2 separate regions of the Mus musculus genome follow, and region 1 is linked to region 2. A link is a contact called in public Micro-C data. All regions are on one chromosome and are shown on one strand. Each heading gives the region's core, a stretch centred on a gene start, on an enhancer-like site or on the middle of the called end of the contact. The rest is flanking DNA. Distances are from core to core; before and after follow the strand shown. Region 1 holds the start of Gpc6 (glypican 6). Region 2 has its middle 110 kb from the start of Gm52093.

Region 1 (4,427 bases), core at 441-2,940, 150 kb after region 2:
GTCAAATATAAGAGGATTAGCCAAACTTCAGGTAATCATCATGACCCACCTCACTCAATGGCCTTTTTGATGCATATGTGTTTGCCAGTGTACACAACCTTTGGTGTGTGCTCAGAATTGCTATCTACCTTCTTGAAAGTGTGTGTGTGTGCGTGTGTGTGTGTGTGTGTGTGTGTGTGTGTGTGTGTGTGTGTGTGTATGTGTTTCCAGAGGCCAGAGGGGTCAGATATCTCTGGAACTGGAATTACAGGAGTTTGTTTGTGAGCCATATTGTTGGGGAGCTGAGAATCAAACTCTTGTCCTCTCAAGAACAACATGTGATCTTAACTGCTGAGCCATCTATCCCTTCAGCCCCCTGACTACCTCCTTGGAGACTGACTGCAAATGGCTTAAAGCTCCTCAACTAGACTAGACTTCTTTCTGTTCCCTGAGCGCTAGCATTTTGTATGAACTTTTGAAGATGCGACAAGCAAGCACTCTATCACTCTATAAGGAGGATGACGGGCTAAAGAGGAGTTCTTGGAAAAGAAGATGTGCTGAACAATTCCGACAGTAACGAAGGTGCCTAGGATAGAGGCAAATGCAAGGATTTAGGCTCCAGGAGTCGCTCTGGTCACCAGTCATCAGGAAACCAGCATCCTGCAGATTTATACTTCAGTACTACAGAACTAGGCCTGACCCTGTACTGACTTCTCAGGAACTGGGAGACCAGTGTCCACAAGGCCTCACTACTGGATAGCATTTCTTTTCTTCTTTTTCTGATTGGTTAGTTTCAGGAGCTGTGGGTTTCAGGGCAGACTTAAGTATATTTGATCTCTGTGCTCATTAGCGTGAAGAAAGGCTCAGGAAGTTGGTTAAACCCGAATTTTCACTTGCATCCCATTTCACAGACTTCTGAGAACTTGGGAGAAAATGTTAAGGTTATAGTGTTTGAGAGAATCTGATGAGAGAAGATTACAACACCTTGTCCCTCCTGGGGTCCTGTTTCTTGCATGGCCAGCAGCCATTGTTTTATCTTCACATGCCCTAAGCCTAGTGATTTAAGAATCCAGTGTTTTGTAGGTGGAACCTCTCTCTCTCTCTCTCTCTCTCTCTCTCTCTCTCTCTCTCTCTCTCTCTCCTTCCCTCTTTGTGTGTATGTGTGTGTGTGTGTGTGTGTGTGAGAGAGAGAGAGAGAGAGAGAGAGAGAGAGCCGACAGGAGAGGAGTAAAGACCTATGGCCCTCTATCTGTTCTTAGGAAAAAACAAAACAAAACAAAACATTAAGATGAGCCGAAAGCAGCTACCACCTAGAGAGGTGGCTTTGGCCCCGTTCCTAGGTTTCTTTTCTGCTCATTTCTTCCCTGGCTTTGTGTTAGGTACACTGGGGCAAGAGCAACAATTGGAAATGCAATATTCTTTATCTCCAGAAAAATATAGCGTGATAACATTTACTCTCCTCAAACACTTTGTCTTTTTTGGTGGTTTGTTTATATCAGGAAAGGGAACATCTCGGAAGTGTGTGGAGGCCATAAAGTGATTGAGAAAATAGGGACCTTTTGCTGGTAATCTTTCCCCTCCTGCCTAGTGGCTCGCGATCCATTCCAGGTTTTGCGGCCGACTCTGCCTCTGAATTTCGGCTGTGCACTGGGTAGCACGTTTCTCCCTCTCTCCCTCCCCTCCTTTCTCCTTCCCTCTTGCCTCCTGTGTCAGTCTCCAGGATTTTCTCTCTTCCCATTTCAAGAAGACTCTCACTGGCTCCCTCAGTCTATGTGAAGCTGAGGTTTCCCCTCGATCCCGTACATCTCCATCACATACCTCCACGCACACACCTCCCCGAGAGCCCCGCGTTCACACCCACAAACACGCGCGCTCACACTCGCGCCGGCCTGTCCATCTCCCTCGGGGTGGGGGGAGCCGGCGCGCGGTCCCACCTTCGTCGCGCACACTGGATAGGCGAGCTCGCAGCGCTCCACGACTCTGCGGCTCGGAACTCGGACCGCAGGGCTGAACACCCCTACTGTGGTGTTTAAAAAAAAAAAAAGACATTTCTTTGCCTTTTCCTCTTTTCTCCTCTTTCTCCAACGATTTTCTACCGGAGTGGCTAGCGGAGCCGGCAGCCTTCCCAAGGCAGCCCTGGTTGGCTTGCCATCCTCCATCTGGCTTATAAAAGTTTGCTGAGTGCAGTCCAGAGGTCTGCGCGGCTCGTCCCCTCGGCTGGCGGAAGGGGGTGACGCTGGGCAGCGGCTAAGGAGCGCGCCGCAGGCTCTGGCGGGCTTTCGGCTCGAGGGGCAAGGTGAAGAGCGCACAGGGAGCTGGGGGCTGCCGAGGTGGACTTGCATGTTGCACCATGCCTTCTTGGATCCGGGCTGTGATTCTTCCTCTCTCCGGGCTGCTGCTGACCCTCCCGGCCGCGGCGGACGTGAAGGCTCGGAGCTGCAGCGAGGTCCGTCAGGCTTACGGTGCCAAGGGATTCAGCCTGGCGGACATCCCCTACCAGGAGATCGCAGGTAAGCGTGGGCCCCGGGCCCGCTGCAGCCCCGAGAGGCGGCGGGGCGCCCTCTCCCTACCCCCTGTTGCTCAGTTGGTGCTCACTTTCTGCGGGTACCTCCCAGGGACCCCGCGTCCCTGCATCCAGGCGGCGGAGGCTGATCCCGTTTTTCGGGCGGGAGGAAGGTGTGCGTGCCCGCCGCCTCATTGTGTGCACACGCGGGAGCACCCTCGTCCCTCGCCCCTCTCTCCCTGCATTTGCTCCCGCGCCCTGCTACCTCCGTGGCTGGCCTAGAGCCTGGCCCGGCCGCTGGAGCAAAGGACGGTGGAGTGAGGACGGCTAGCGGAGGCAGAAAGCGGAGCCGGGCGCCCATAGCATCCCCCTCGCTGGGGCAAACTTGGGAGAACTGCGGCCGCAGTTTGCTCAGCGCCACCGTCTGAGTGGCGCCTTCTCCACTCCCGCCTTCGCGCCGGCGGGGGCGGTGGAGAGACGCGGAGATTCCCCTACTCAAGCTCTCTGCTCTCCAGGTCCTTTCCAGGGACTGGGCGCCCGGCTCCTGGGCTGGGGACGGGCCACTAAGGGGACCCATTGCTCGGGTCTCTAGGATCTGCACGTTGGAGTCCCGAGGCAGTTGGAGGAGGTGTCTTAGTACTCTGTCTGCTTCAGATTTGGGGCGGACTTTCCCATTAGGGTGCCCCAGTGCTTCCCGGACTGCGGTTGGTCACTCGGGCTGAGGAGACAACCGGGCCACCCGGCGTGGCGCCGGGTCCCGAGCATGGCCTCCCGCTCTGGCCGGCTGGTGCACGCGGAGCCAACTTAAGCAAGTGACCCGATGGGGGCGTTCGTCTCCGGGGTCTGCACTTCAGGTTCTCCGGCTCTCCTGGTCACAAGCATTCCTTCCTCCCGAGCTCTCGAGCCCCCACCCTCTGCCGGAGCAGCAACTTGCAGAGCAGCCTGGGTGTGTGTTTTCCAGCTCTTAGCGCCAACCGACTCCTAGCTTCTTTGGGGCTCTGTGAATGAAACGTGTCGGGGACAGATAATCCTTTGGCTGCTAGGGAGCCGAGCTGAAAGAGGCCAAGGGGAGACTAGGGATGCTGTGAGGGCGCGGGCTGCTCAAACCGGGTAGCTGAAGTCGTCCTATGTGACCTCAGATCGCTAGATCTCCACCAGACACTGTTTTTCCAAAGAACTGGTGGACTAAAGGAAAACACTTGCAAATATCGTAAAACATCTTAGTTTTTAATACGTTGTGGAATTAATGCTTTATGACGATCGGCTTCGAAACGCTGGGGTGAGGGTCTTTACTTATATTTCTATCAATTTGGGTATTACTAAAAGGAAAACAAACCACGCTTATGTATCATAAACAGCGTGGTGCTTTATGTAGAAGGAGCCCCCTTCCCCCTTCCGCACCCTCTCCCCAATTCACAGCTAGGCGTTCCGTTCCCTGGATCTAGTAAGCTTGAGAAAGTGTAGTGAATTATAAGAATACTTACTCTTCAGTCTCTGGGATTTCGCCCACCCGACTTGAGCACTCCCTAATTTGTTAATCAATGACTAGAAAGGCAGTGCTCCTGCAACTCCTTAAGTTTCTTAACCACCATTCCCTTTGTCTACTGTTATTTCATTCTTTCTAATTAATTGATAAGGATCAGCTTCACCTTTTTAACTCACCACATCTCAGGAAATTCAACTTTTAAAACGTTTAGAGTTGGGCTCCCTTCTAGGAACTCGTTTTTTTTCTCCTCTAATCTGGCCATTTTAAAACTGCATCTTTTAAACACACATATTTCCCAACATGATTTCAGAAGATAAGATATCTTCAAGAAGAAAACAGCAAAGTATTTTTAAATTGCATCGGTATTCTTTAGTAGATTCTGAGACTCTCAGGAGACTTGCCTTGACCCTCGGCACCGTCCGGGCGCCTGGCTATGGGGCAGATGGCTATTGTAAATCA
Region 2 (4,538 bases), core at 1,463-3,962:
CTTGACTAAAAGAACTGTCTAAAGAAATAGCCCCCTGCTTCAAGTACCCCAGGAGCCTAGGAGCCCACTTAGCTCCACCCAATGAGTAACAACCAACATAGTGTCTAAGCTTCTGATATCCCTGCATTTGTCCCTGGAACTTTGACTGTGTCTAGTGAAAACTGAACAAGTGGCTTGTTTTCATTTTCCCAAAGCTTAATCAATTCAGGTTTTCGGTCAAAAGGCTTTGATTTCAATTGCACTGAGAATCTTCCTACTGCCTGCTCACCCTTCCATGGCTTAAAAATTACCTATATAATCTGTCACACAGCTATCTTCCAAGTCAGACACCATACACTCAGAATGTTAAACACATACAAGCATGCAAACACACAAACATAGATATGTACTGGTTGTGTAGAAAGCAGGGAGTGCTTCATGGAGAAGATCACCGTGTGCAGGATATTTAAAGTGATACTTCATGGAATGCCATTCTCTGGTTGCAGGTGGAGTTCCAAGGGGGGAGGGAAACTAAGAGATGTGTGCAGGTCTATTGATGGGGAGAGAGAAGAGAAGAAGGAAAAGAAGAAAGAATGGGAGGGGAGAGAGGGAAGGTCAACTGGCTAGTTGATTGGTTGGTTGTTTGGTTGATTGGTTGTGTCATTGTTGAAATGAGTGCACTTTCCACACAATGCAGTCTCCGAGAGTAGGGGGCAGTGAATCCAAAGGCTATCTGCAGGCTGGTTTCTTCTTGAGAAGTTAATGTTTCAGGTAACACCCGTTCATTGGCTCCCCATGGCACAATGTAGACACTGTAGACAACAATCAGCTTAACTTTGATTCTACTCATTTAAATTGCTAATCCCTTAAAACAATCTTCACTACAGCATCTAGAATAATGCTTAGTTAAGAATATGAGCACTGAAGCAGCTGAACACTCCGAGCATTCAGACCTTTCTTCCTTCCTTCCTTCCTTTCTTCCTTCCTTCCTTCCTTCCTTCCTTCCTTCCTTCCTTCCTTTCTTTCTTTCTTTCTTTCTTTCTTTCTTTCTTTCTTCTGCAATATACAAAGAAATGGAATTTGGTTCATACAACAAAATGATCAGCCTTCTGTAAGGCTGGCCCTGATCCCCTTGTTAATCATCAATTGAGAGATGAGTAAAGGGACACTACATGTCCTTGCTTCTGTATCTTGATTTGATGGAAAGCTCTTTAAACATAAACACAGGAGGCTTGTAGAATTAAGCCGCAAGCATAAAGTGTCATCCTTTACGACACATACTAGGAGAATCTGCACTTCTCCTAACATTTGTTTCTTAACTATTCGCCATAAAACTTCTTTATTATAGACTCCATAAAGTGTTTGAACCTCCTAAATTCAACTCTTGGAGTAGCCATTAAGTGCCTACAAGGTGCACATTTGTAAAGTTATTAATAGCAATTATGATACTAACTTGAGCCAGCAAGCAGAGGATGGCACACAATGAAATATCACCTTAAATATCCTGTGATCTTCTCATGAAGCATGCTCTCTGCCTTCTACATAGCCAGCAAACATGAAGTCTCATCCCTCGATTTTATTTACTGAAATGCGTTTTCTCCAGTGTGATAGAATACATGGAGATTGTGCACGGCGGAGAATACAAGTGAAACGTGATTTCATTCTCATGGCCATTATCCTAGAATGCACCTCCTGTCAAGTAACCACTGAGCTTTTGATAGGCTTGTGTGGTCAGTAAATTAAGCTAAATCCAGCTTGTGGCCAGTTTTTATATAGCCTGAAAGCAGAATTTTTTAAAACATTCTTAAGGACTGTAAAATAGAGAAAAAAAAAAAAAACTTTGAAGAATATGTCAGAGAGCACTTGTGGCTACAGACCCTAAAATATTTACTAACCAGACATTTATATAACAAGTTATCGAGTTTGCCAGGCACTGGCCAGGGATATCGAGGACAAAATCTATTGCAAGACGTTCAAGGACTTGTGCATTATGAAAGCAAATTGAGAGACTAAACATAACTTGCAATGTCCCTTACCCTGGCACACTGTTCTTTTCCGCCTCTGTCATCTATGCTGAGCTGTCCATCAAGGGGTGGCTCAAGCTCATCGTCTCTACAGAACTCCATCTGGTGAGTCAGTCTCCTAGGAATTCCTTCTTGGGAACACTAGCAGGCAACTGTATTTGCTTCAATCAGGCATAGCCATGCTTCCTTCTGTCCTTCTGTGTTTATCTGCCTCTGTCTCCTTGACATGAGTGTAAGTAAGACTCTCACAGAGTTTTCTTCTAACAAAGTCACACAGATACAAGAGTTGTTAGTCAAGAGTTCCTGGAACCTGAAGGTCACTGATATTTCATAACAAATAGCTGGTGGGTATCCCTAAAGGAGACCTGTTATCGCTAAGGATTGTCAGAACTAAAAATCTTCTAATTCCTCTTTAAACCTCTCAAAACCTAGATGATAATGTATAATTCTACTTTTATGCATGAGATTGATGATGTTTGTCTATATTTTCATAACGTTTCTATGAATTAGGTAGCATACCCACTTTGTGTCAGCATTAATTCACTAGGCACTTATTCGGCTCTTAGTGTGTGCCAAAGAGTGAACACCACAGATAAAGAGCCCTGACATAGTGACAGATATTGGATTTAAACTGCACTGTGGTTTTAACCACTATACAGCATCATGTGGTACATTTTTTTTTTGCAAAGGGAAAAAAAAAGGCATAGCTGTGATGAAAATAGCAATACTTGCCCTTGGAAAATTAGAAGAGAATTGAAGTGTATAGTGTGCAAAGACCACAAGAACCAGGGCAGAAATAGCTCTGGAAGACACGCCTGGAGAAGGGATGGAAATAGACATACAACTCCAGTATTTACAATGAATTATCCTCATAAAGATTAGGGGATTGCCATAGGGTAAACTTCATGAAGACTGGCCTGGTGGTTATAACAAAAATTTCTGTCACTCTACAAGGAAGCCGTTTACGAGTTCTACTTCTTGCAAAGAATACAAATGTCACGGTGTTCTTTCTGACTCCAGACTCAGCACTTACATCCTGGGTCAGATAACAAAAGTAATGATAACAAAAGGGAAAATAGATACACTGGGCTAACTGAAATTTTTTTGCATCAAAGTGTGTATTCAATGGCAAGAGTGAGTAGAAATGGGAGGAAATACTTCTAAGTATTTGAAGTGAAGGCAAATCCTTTACTATGAAAAGAACACATACAACTCAATGACACATTGTGATCCAGTTAACAAATGAACAAGGAATGGGGATATGCATTTCTCTACAGATAATCTATGAATAACAGCAGCCGGAGACTCTTGTGCTCAAAAACATTAATATTTGGTACAATGTGACTCAAAAAAATCACACAAATAGAAACATCTGAACACTATTATGATACTTATATATTATACAAATAGTACTACTAATAATAATATTAAATAATGACTGAGGAATTGGGTCAGTGGCTAGAAATGCTTGCTACTCATACAGAAGACTGGATTAAGTTCCCAGCACCCTCCTGTTAGCTCATACCTTTCTGTATTTACAATTTCTTTGGTTTCAGGTCTCTTCAGCCACTACAAGCACTGCAAGCTCATGGTGCAATTCACATAGATATGGACAACTGCTTTATTGTCATACACATAAAGATAAATAAATTATGATATCTAGTGTTGTCAATTACAACATTTGAATCCTTCAAACATCTCATAGTCTAGCAGTTTCTCAGAAAGATAAAGCAAGAATGCTATAAGACTTAAAGCAGAATTTAAAATAGTTAGTTTACACATACATTCAGAGCAGCATTACATTTCAAAAGTTAGGAGCAATCCACATATCCACTGATCATTGAATAAATAAACAAAATGTAGCAAATGTGTACAATGATTATCAGTCCACTTTAAAAAGGAGAAGTTGATACATGATACAACATGGCTTACCTCTGAACACATTATGGTACATAAAAATTGATCCAAAGAAGGAATACAACTATCTTAAAATTAAACTATGAAGCACATCTGTTTATTGAGATAGAGAATAGAATGGTGAGAACCAACAAGCCCTGAATGAAGAAAACAGAGGGCTGTTTAATAGCCAGAGAATAAATCTTACAATAACACAGAGTTCTGAAGTTTGTTTCTCCAATAAACTCATCATGTGTTGGCAGGGTGTAGGTACCAGAATGCATAGGTGTTCTTTCCTTACATATAATGGTACAGCCTTTAAATCTAACCCGTGCATGTCTACCAGAAAGCATGCATCTGTTCTAGGTTACTTCTAACACCCAATACAACATAATTGCCTTCAGAATCTTCATTGTGTTATTTGAGAAAAAATGAGAATGGAAAGAATCTACACAATTTGATGTAAATGTAAACTACATTCTGGCTTATTTTGGACCCAAAAAGGGTTGAACCCAAAGACATAGTACCAAGAGATATGGAGAATCAGCAATACTGAGTGTAATGGCTATTCCTAGTTGTCAACTTGGCCATATCTGAAATGAAATGAACTATACAGTCCAGAATTGGAAGGCTCACCTG

The links. Hi-C and Micro-C count contacts between places; a contact is called where the count stands out from the background.
Region 1: a Micro-C map of granulosa cells shows a contact between it and region 2, with 1.8 times the contacts expected there. The contact joins the promoter of Gpc6 here to the enhancer-like site in region 2. A contact is called at or near these places in 2 of 484 Hi-C or Micro-C datasets (embryonic fibroblasts and granulosa cells) and 1 of 115 datasets of contacts at active chromatin or transcription factors (stem cell-derived neural progenitor cells).

The regions. Positions count from the first base shown.
Region 1 is chr14:116,923,607-116,928,033 of GRCm38.p6, forward strand. Gpc6 (glypican 6) reads left to right here and starts at 1,691. Exons shown (of 9, transcript NM_011821.3): 1 at 1,691-2,489. The coding sequence starts at 2,330.
Region 2 is chr14:116,769,214-116,773,751 of GRCm38.p6, forward strand. No RefSeq gene overlaps it. Among named protein-coding and RNA genes, the nearest start is that of Gm52093, 110 kb to the right of the region's middle. Within about 2 kb of position 2,713, at least 1 of the 459 cell types and tissues checked has an H3K27ac peak or open chromatin away from gene starts, as enhancers often do. A contact at or near this core is called in granulosa cells, where this site is marked.